2 separate regions of the Rattus norvegicus genome follow, and region 1 is linked to region 2. The links are chromatin contacts, called in public Hi-C maps. All regions are on one chromosome and are shown on one strand. Each heading gives the region's core, a stretch centred on a gene start, on an enhancer-like site or on the middle of the called end of the contact. The rest is flanking DNA. Distances are from core to core; before and after follow the strand shown.

Evidence for each region. A called contact is a pair of places that touch in the nucleus more often than the background predicts.
Region 1: a contact with region 2 is called in a Hi-C map of mammary epithelial cells, with 2.9 times the contacts expected there. The contact joins the enhancer-like site here to the promoter of Fbxo45 in region 2. A contact is called at or near these places in 4 of 12 Hi-C or Micro-C datasets (the A7r5 cell line, Schwann cells, frontal cortex and 1 more).

The regions. Positions count from the first base shown.
Region 1 is chr11:82,167,429-82,171,929 of GRCr8, forward strand. No RefSeq gene overlaps it. Among named protein-coding and RNA genes, the nearest start is that of Cep19, 22 kb to the right of the region's middle. Within about 2 kb of position 2,668, at least 10 of the 93 cell types and tissues checked have an H3K27ac peak or open chromatin away from gene starts, as enhancers often do.
Region 2 is chr11:82,053,847-82,058,381 of GRCr8, forward strand. It overlaps Fbxo45 (F-box protein 45), which reads left to right and starts at 2,611. Exons shown (of 3, transcript NM_001398607.1): 1 at 2,611-2,971. The coding sequence starts at 2,645. It overlaps Wdr53 (WD repeat domain 53), which reads right to left and starts at 2,198. Exons shown (of 3, transcript NM_001399296.1): 1 at 1,939-2,198.

The DNA.
Region 1 (4,501 bases), core at 1,418-3,917, 110 kb after region 2:
GGAAGAGCAGCCAAGTGCATTTAAATGCTGAGTGTCTCTCCAGCTGCAGTGTTCAACTGAGTGTGGTGGCTCATGGCTCTAACCCCAGCACTCAAGAGGCAGACAGATACGAGAGGATGGCTGCGGGTTTGGGGTCAGCCAGGGCTGTGTTGCAAGAACAGGATATCAAATCAACCGAAAAACACACAAGATGCTCAAAATCAGGAAAAGATGAAGATTCAACCTCAAAATAATTTACTAACACAGGCCTACAAGAAAGGGTTTAAAAACTCTGGTGATACCAATTTCTTGAGGTTATGGAACCACTAGTGTCTGATAGGAAGGCAAATTGAAGCAGTTTGTAGAAGTGTTATGATATCTATTAAAGCAAATGTCTTAGGGTTTTGCTGCTGTGAACAGACACCATGACCAAGGCAACTCTTATTTTTTTTTAAAGATTTATTTATTATATGTAAGTACACTGTAGCTGTCTTCAGACACAGCAGAAGAGGACATCAGACCTTATTACAGATGGTTGTGAGCCACCATGTGGTTGCTGGGATTTGAACTCAGGACCTCTGGAAGAGCAGTCTGTGCTCTTAACCACTGAGCCATCTCTCCAGCCCCAAGGCAACTCTTATAAGGACAACCTTTAATTGGGGCTGCTTGCAGGTTCAGAGGTTCAGTCCATTATCATCAAGGCAGGAACATGGCAGCATCCAGGCAGGCATGGTGCAGGAGGAGCTGAGAGTTCTACATCTTCATCCGAAGGCTGCTAGCAGAACACTGACTTCCAGGCAGCTAGGATGAGGGTCTTAAAGCCCACACCCACAGTACCATACCTACTCCAGCAAGGCCACACCTATGCCAACAGAGCCACATGCTCTAATAGTGCCACCCCTGGGCTGAGCATATACAAATCATCACAGTAAATATGCATAGACATATGTATATATCCTATAGTCCACAATCCCATTCTACTATACAAGAAAACAAAAGCGTGACAAAGACATTTCTCTGAACATTTGACATTCTTCACAATAACCCTAAACTGGCAACAGCTTAAAACTCTGTTCACCACTCTCGGTTGGACACTGGAGCTGGAGAGACTTCGCTTTTAAATGCACTTGGCGGCTCTTCCAGAGGATCCAGATTTGACACCCAGCAACCACATGGGGAAGCTCACGGTCAGCTCTAAGGTACCCTGTACCCTCTTCTGGCCTCCAAGGGTACCTGACCTCACATGGCAGACACAGATAAAAAAGATGGCCAAGTTGTAACACAGCCATCAATGGGATGTTACATAGCAACTCAAACAGTAAAGTGTCAGCACATGCTGGTACCTGGGTCTCACTGTCCTGTGTTGGGCAAAGACGTCAGCTGCCAGAGATCGCACTGCAAAAGCCAATGATGTGTAAGACGGGAACAATGTGGGCAGATTCAGAGTGGCTGCTGCCTTTGGGGGCGCAGTGTGAGGTGACCGAACAGTGTGAGGTGACACATTAATCGGGCCAGACATTTAAAGCAGGTGCACCTTGTCCTTCCGCACAATGAAAAGCACTATGGGATAGCAATGGTGGAGAACTGGAACAGTAGACAGCAGACTAGGAAAGCAAATGTGGACATAGGGCGAAGGAAGGAGTTCATGAGACTGGTGCTTACAGACTTGGAGGGAACCACAAGAACGTCACCCTAGAGAAAAAAAAAAGGGCTAAAACTAATCCTCCCCGGATGAGTATATAAATATATAAATGCTCTTTCTTTGCAGTTTTATCTTATATTTTAAGGGACATTGATTCTTTAAATATTTGATAGAAATGTTTTTCAAAAAGTGAATCGTGGGGCTGGGGATTTAGCTCAGTGGTAGAGCACTTACCTAGGAAGCGCAAGGCCCTGGGTTCGGTCCCCAGCTCCGAAAAAAAAGAACCAAAAAAAAAAAAAAAAAAAAAGTGAATCGTATGCCTGTCATCCCAGTACTTGAGTTCTGAAAAGCAGAAAGGTGCTATGAGTTTGTGGCCAGCATGGTCTACCTAGTGAGTCCCAGGTTAGCCAGGACTACACAGTGAAATCCTGTCTCAAAAACTAAAAACAACAACAGGCCCAGGATGGTGGAGTACACCCTTAATCTAGCACTTAGAGGCAGAGGCTGGTGAATCTCGGAGTTCAGGACCAGCCTATTCTATGTAGCAAGTTTAGGCCAGCCAAGGCTATACAATGACACCCTGTGTACCCTATGTCAAAAACAAAATAATAATTAAAAAAAATAGAAAGAAAGGAAAAAAATTATCTAAGAAGATCTAGCTTAGGGAAACTTGCCAAAGGGCTATTCAGTTATTGAATACACCTTGTTTATAAAGCATGTTGTAGAAAATGGTTCTTCAAACAGTGGAGAAAAGAGAACTATTTCCTCTTACTAAACCATGAAGATCTCTCTCCCTCCTGGAAGATACATTTATTAGGAAGATTTTTGTGTGAACGAGGTGTTGTGAAACAGCCTGCGGCAAATTGGCTGCTTATGTTAGGGTCTGCTGCCCAAATTTGGTCACATGTGTACAATGTTTGCTATCAGATACGTTAACAAAATCGTCATAAGACATATTTTGTGGACTCACAAAGCCTCAGGCCTCTGTCTCTCCAGGTACCACCCTCTTGCCCACTCTCCCAACCCCCATCCTCCCCCCCCCAGGAGGTTGTCACCCTATCAAGTCTTAATTAGGGCCAAGACAAAAGTCTTTCTGAGCCAGCAGTGAATTGCAGGTCATCTAGAACAGGCTTCAATACCATTCAGTCTACAGCATGTGGGTGACAGGCCTGTGACCCTGCTTGGCAGGGCGTGGTCCCCAGTATTTCCAGAGAAGCCACACATCTTAGACACTACCAACTTCCCCAGTGAAAAAAAAATCTCTCACATCCACCATGCTGGCCCCAGAGCTCTCTGAAGCGTGTAACCTGCCTGGCTAACCACTCCTACAGCACACACACTGGTTTAGGGCATCTAGCCAGCTCAGCATAGAGATCTAATCTAAGGAATGCACCCACGTACAGCCAGTGGACTCTGGTGGCATTTTAGAAGAAAGCTGTAACAACGCAAACACCACTGTGGAAGTTATTTCTCAATGGAAGACGTATGTCAAGGTCGGTGGGTGTGGCTAAGCCTCTCTTTGATATTCAGTACAGGGCAGGTGGTATTGGAAATGATAAACCTTGGCTGGGATGTGGCTCGCTCCGTAGGGTACTTGCCTAGCATGCATGAAGCCCTGGGTTCCATCCCAGCACCAAATAAAACTATTAACGTAGGCGCTGCGTGTCTGCAATTCCTGCAGAAAAGAGGGAAACAGGGGGGCTGGGGATTTAGCTCAGTGGTAGAGCGCTTACCTAGGAAGCACAAGGCCCTGGGTTCGGTCCCCAGCTCCGGAAAAAAAGAACCAAAAAAAAAAAAAAAAAAAAAAAGAGAGAGGGAAACAGGAGGATCAGAGGGTGGAGGGTATTTTCAGCTACCTAGTGAGGTTGAGGGCAGCTTGGGATACACAGAACTGTCCCTAAGGGTGGAGAGCTAGAGAAACGGCTCAATGGTTAGGAGCACCCGCTGCTGTAGCAGAGGACTGGGTTGAGTTCCCAATGCCCTATCTGTCAGTTCACAGCTACCGTATCTCCCGTTCCAGGTGATTGTATGGCCTCTTCTGGGCCTCTGGAAGTACCTCACACACGTGAGCACAATCACATGAATAAACAGTAAGTGAAATAAACCGGGAAAAGGAGTTGCAGTAACATTGATGTTGCCTTTAGTAAGGGGGGTTTGAAGAAAATGGAGAAATAAGTTATAAATTCCAATGATCTCTAAAGACCCTTAACCACGGATTAGCCTCGCCTCTGACGTTCACCAAATGCTAAGTCTCCTGCTGTTTACGTCACCCGTCACCCACTCCCAAGTCGTTTCTAAAAGTGCTAGAAATTCTTCGGAAGGCTCTCAAGGAAAGCCTCAACCAGGCAGGTTAAGACATAGAGTCACCGGAACACTCCTGCTCCCTGGTGGCAATGTTCGGAACTGCATGGACAAGGCCGGAGGTGCTTGCCCGAGGGGTGTGTGGGTGAGAGAGAAAGGGGCGGGGGGGGGGGAGGAGAGAGAGAGAGAGAGAGAGATAGAGGTAGAGGGAGAGAGCGAGAGCGAGAGCGAGAGCGAGAGCGAGAGCGAGAGCGAGAGCGAGAGCGAGAGCGAGAGCGAGAGCGAGAGCGAGAGCGAGAGCGAGAGCGAGAGCGAGAGCGAGAGCGAGAGCGAGGTGGAAATCGTGAAAAGAAAACCCCGAAATAAATGGTTAATTTTCTTGCCTCCCTGGTGCTTCCTGTCCATCAGTGTTCACTACACCTGCAGGAAGTGTCAGAAGCCACCCACCTACTCACAGGAATTGCAGTTCCCCTGCTTTCTTTTTTCTTTTTGATTCTTTAGTGAACTTTAATCTGTGGAACATATCCACGTCTTCCTGTTATTAGGGGATATGATGAAAGTCCAAGCCTTGGGAGAGGT
Region 2 (4,535 bases), core at 1,361-3,860:
GTTTGCAAGCTGCTGTTGTTGACTTTGTACACTTGAAGCAGACAGCCTTGTAGAAATGTGTCCATGCCAAAATTACTTCCCTCACCTATCGAGTTCCTAAGCACTGTGAGGTCACCTAAAGCACAGAATTACTCATATCCTACCATGATTAGTTTAATTAGATAATAGATTCATTTCCTCCAACTCCTAATTTGATGAGGGAATGCGTAAGAGCAAAGTAGGGCATGTTAAAGGAATCTTTTAAAAGGGTAAAATGCCACAGGGGGCAGTTCCGAGCAGGTAGAATGGATAAAGTCCTGGGGGAGGTGGGGAGGGGAGGTTCATGAAGAGCAGGTGAAGGACCTGTAACAAGAAGGGAGTGATGAAGGCCATCTTCTTACACTTTGAAACCATCCTGGCTCTAGTTGTGTGACGACATGCCACTAGAGTCATATGAACAACTGGGGTAAAGACACAACAGAATGAAGCTGGGCAGTGGGGCATGCCTTTTAATACTAGCACAAAGGCGGCTGTGAATCCAAGGCTAGTCTGGTCTACATATCAAGGTCCAGATTATTTAGGGCTATACAGAAAAATCCAGTCTTAAAAAACAAGCACCACCCCCCCCCCAAAAAAAAAAACAAAAGAGAGCAGAATGATACCATTGGATACTTCAAAGATTCGTCTTAAGACAAGATAAAGTATTTGATAAGTGGATGATCTCTGCCATCAGTGTTTTTTCAGTCATACCTTTATTTATGAATTTCCACTATCCATTTGTACAAGCCTGAAATAGATAGATAGATGACAGAGAGAAATAAAGAAAGAGAGAGAGAGGGAGGGAGGGAGAGAGAGAGAGAGAGAGAGAGAGAGAGAGAGAGAAAGAGAGAGAGAAAGAAAGACCGTCTGAATCTGTCTCACCTAGGGTCCCCAAGTAACTAGAGTCTATACTCTCAGTACTATGGTGCTTTGCCCATGCCTTTCAATCTAACCATTCTATGTATGTAGTTCTTTACTTTCTTTTCAGATCCACAAAATTTAAAGGAAAAGCAATTGTCATTCAGACAAAATTTGGTTCAACATTCAGGAGCCATGAAGAGAGAGGCCATTACTATAATGTGTGGGTCAACATTTCTTCATAGATTTGGACTAAAGTTAGTCCTGATGTGGAGAAACTAAGTGACAACCAAAACAACTCAAAGACTGTGACATTAGCCTAGACACAATAGACAAAAATTTGGGTTACTTGGTGGAAGACACCTTGAGGAAGGGATTAGCAAGGCATAAGCATGTAATTATACCCCAGTAGGGAAGCAGTTGTTGTTCATTTGTTTTTACTAAAAATCAGGAAGTGGATTGCACATAGGTGGATCTCAGGCAAGGTTTCTTGCTACAAAAAATTGCACAATACTGGACTTGACTACTGAGCCTGTGGGCCCTATTACAATAATCACTTCATAGTCTTGAGAATTATAAAAGTCAGATTAAAAGATCTCATCAATGCCTGGCTCACACTGTAGTTCTTTTGTTTTATGTGTATGGCGTGTGTATGCGTACACCTCGGTCATTCGTGAAGCTGGAAGGCTTGGCTCCCCTTGAACTGAAGTTCAAATAATGCTAGGTTCTTTTCCTCCCACTGTTGGGATTACAAATTACAAAACAAAAAACAAAAAACTACACATATTTCCTTAATCTTTTTACTATGAGATGAACCGAATTCACTATATTTTGTCCAAAAGACTGTGACACTTGGTATTCAAATGACCCTTTGAAATTACCCAAACTTGTTTAATATCAAATATAATAAAAACCTGCGTATTTACGACGGTTGCTCAGATTTAGCCACCTTACTTTTAGAATGGATACTGTATAGATGTTCTGTTGAGTCCCCTACTGTCCTAGCCAGGAAAAGACGATGTCAATTTCTCAAGGTAAAAAATAAAGTAAAATGGATCTAACCTGACCACGACAAGAGGTCTCCAACTGCCCAAAGGTAAAGTTAATGGATCCAAGCGAACTGAAGATGAAGGATCTAAGAACTGGCTAGCAAACTTTGTCGTAAACAAAGTTGGAGAATGAGCAGAAAGCAAATGAAACGGGAAACTCCGTAGGAAGAGAGGCCAAGGAAAGCCGACTCAAGGCCATTAGAGGAAAAACAGAAAAACGCACTTGAGAACAGATCAGAATCCCACTAGCCAACAGCCTCATACCTGGGCTTCCAGTTCCCGGTGGCGCGTAGTGATGACCTCAGGCGCAGCATCCAATCCCATCAAGCTTAGGGAGCGAGGCGCCTCCACCGAACAGTCACTTCCGGGCTGAGAGGCGCGGCGGCCGAGCTGGGCGTGCGCCCTTGCTTCTTGCCCTCAACCCGCATGGCGGATCCCGGGGCGCGTCGCGGGCAGGCAGGGCGAGGCGGGTGGTTCCGGCGCCCGCGCTGAGCGGCTACGAGGGGCGGGGACCCGAGTGGCCCGCGCCATCTGCCCTCAGTGAGGCGGGGCGCGCAGCGGACGCCCCCGGGCAGGGGCGGGAGCGGTGGAGGCGCGAGCGGCTGTCGCTGAAAGGGGCGGTGAGCGAGCTGCTCCGGTCTCTAGGCGAGGCTTGGCCTCCCGCGCCGAGACGGGGCGCAGCGACGGCAGCGGCGGCCCTCGGGCCGGCTGGTGAGGCGATGGCGGCGCCGGGCCCGGGGGCTGGGGCAGCCTCGGGCGGCGCTAGCGGCGGCGCCGGCGCCAGCGGCGGCGCCGGCGCCAGCGCCGGCGCGGGATCCGCGTCCTCCGGGATCGGCGGCCGGTTGCCCAGCCGGGTGCTGGAGTTGGTGTTCTCCTACCTGGAGCTGTCCGAGCTGCGGAGCTGCGCCCTGGTGTGCAAGCACTGGTACCGCTGCCTCCACGGCGATGAGAACAGCGAGGTGTGGCGGAGCCTGTGCGCCCGCAGCCTAGCAGAAGAGGCTCTGCGCACGGACATCCTCTGCAACCTGCCCAGCTACAAGGCCAAGGTGAGGGAATCCCGGGCCATGTCGAAGCCCAGTTCCTCTCCTGCCCGGTGTTCTTGGGGTTTACCTTGAAAGCTTGAGTTAGAGGTTTCATCTCACCATCCCGTCTTTCTACGGCTTAAGCCAGTCAGTACCACCCCTCCTTTCCATAACGATCTTTTCTTTGGATTGAAGTTGTGCTTCGTAATCCACCTCACTTTTAAAAATACTAGGTGGTTTCCCATCATTCATTTTCCTCAGCTCTACTTTCAACAGTTTTTGCTCTTAAAGACCAGCCGATACCCTTGATCATATATTTTCCCTGGCCTCCAAGTAGAATGGCACTAATGCATTCGAGGTCGCTTTAAAATGGGTTTAGTTGCTGGGGCTTTTGCGTTCACCATCCCCTTTCTTGGCTCTGATTAATAAGCACGTTTTCATTATTTTCACCCATGTTCTCTTAGGGCCACAATATTTAACGCTTCCAAGTGATGATCAGGGTAGGCATCCTGCTAACTAACTTGTAAGAAAGAGACTTTAATATTACTTCCTCTCATTGGTGCGGTATAACTCATCAAACTGCCTTGTCCTGCTGTTATTGATAACTTTTCTTAGTTCTACTGGGGTGATGTCTCTTTTGTCATGTAATATGTTTATTCCTGTTTTGCTGGGCTTTTGTTGTTGTCGTTCTTGATTCTTGTGCTTTCATAACAAAATTAAAATGCTAACAAACAGGTCGTGGCAGGACCAAGTATTCTCCAGCATACAAACAAAAGGCCTTGGACTAAGGTTCATGTAGGTAGATAGTAGCTCTTCAGGATAGCAGTCATCAAAAGCATATGAAGCTGGATGTGGTGGCGCACACCTTTAATCCCAGCACTCCAGAGGCAGAGGCAGAGGCAGGTGCACCTCTGTGAGTTAGGGCCAGCTTGGTCTGCCAAGTGAGTTCCAGGACAGCCAGGGCTACATAAAATGAGAGACTGTCCAAAACAAGGAGCATATACGAGAGATGATAGACGTCTGACCAGGAATGTAGTAAATATATCTTTTCTTTTTTAATTCTATATTGCCAGTGAGTGTCTAAGTAATTTTTAATGTGAAATAGGTGCACTCTTTCTTTTAATATACATGTATTATTATAAATATGTGTATACACATATTTTATGTCTGTTTTTGGAGACAGGGTCTCACTGTGTGTCCGGGTGGTCTCCAACTTGCCATCTTTCTGTCTGTTCCTTGAGAGTGCTGGGATTATAGGATGGGCCACAGTACTGATATATTCTTATATATTAAGACGAGTTTTCGTCTGATGAGAGAAGGAACACTGCTGTCAATTATGTCAACTACCAAATAAATTGTCTGTCTGTCTGTCTGTCTTTCTTTTTTTCTTTCTTCCTTTCTTTCTTTTTTTCTTTCTTTATTTATCTGAGACAGGATTTCAGTATTCAGCCTCGGCTGGCTTGGAAGTTAACAGAAATCCACCTGCCTCTTGTCTTCAAAGTTCTGAGTCTAAAAGTGCCACCACTCCTGCCACCGTCCCCATCATATTTTTGTACTTATTTTTTCTTTGACACAAGTACACATACTC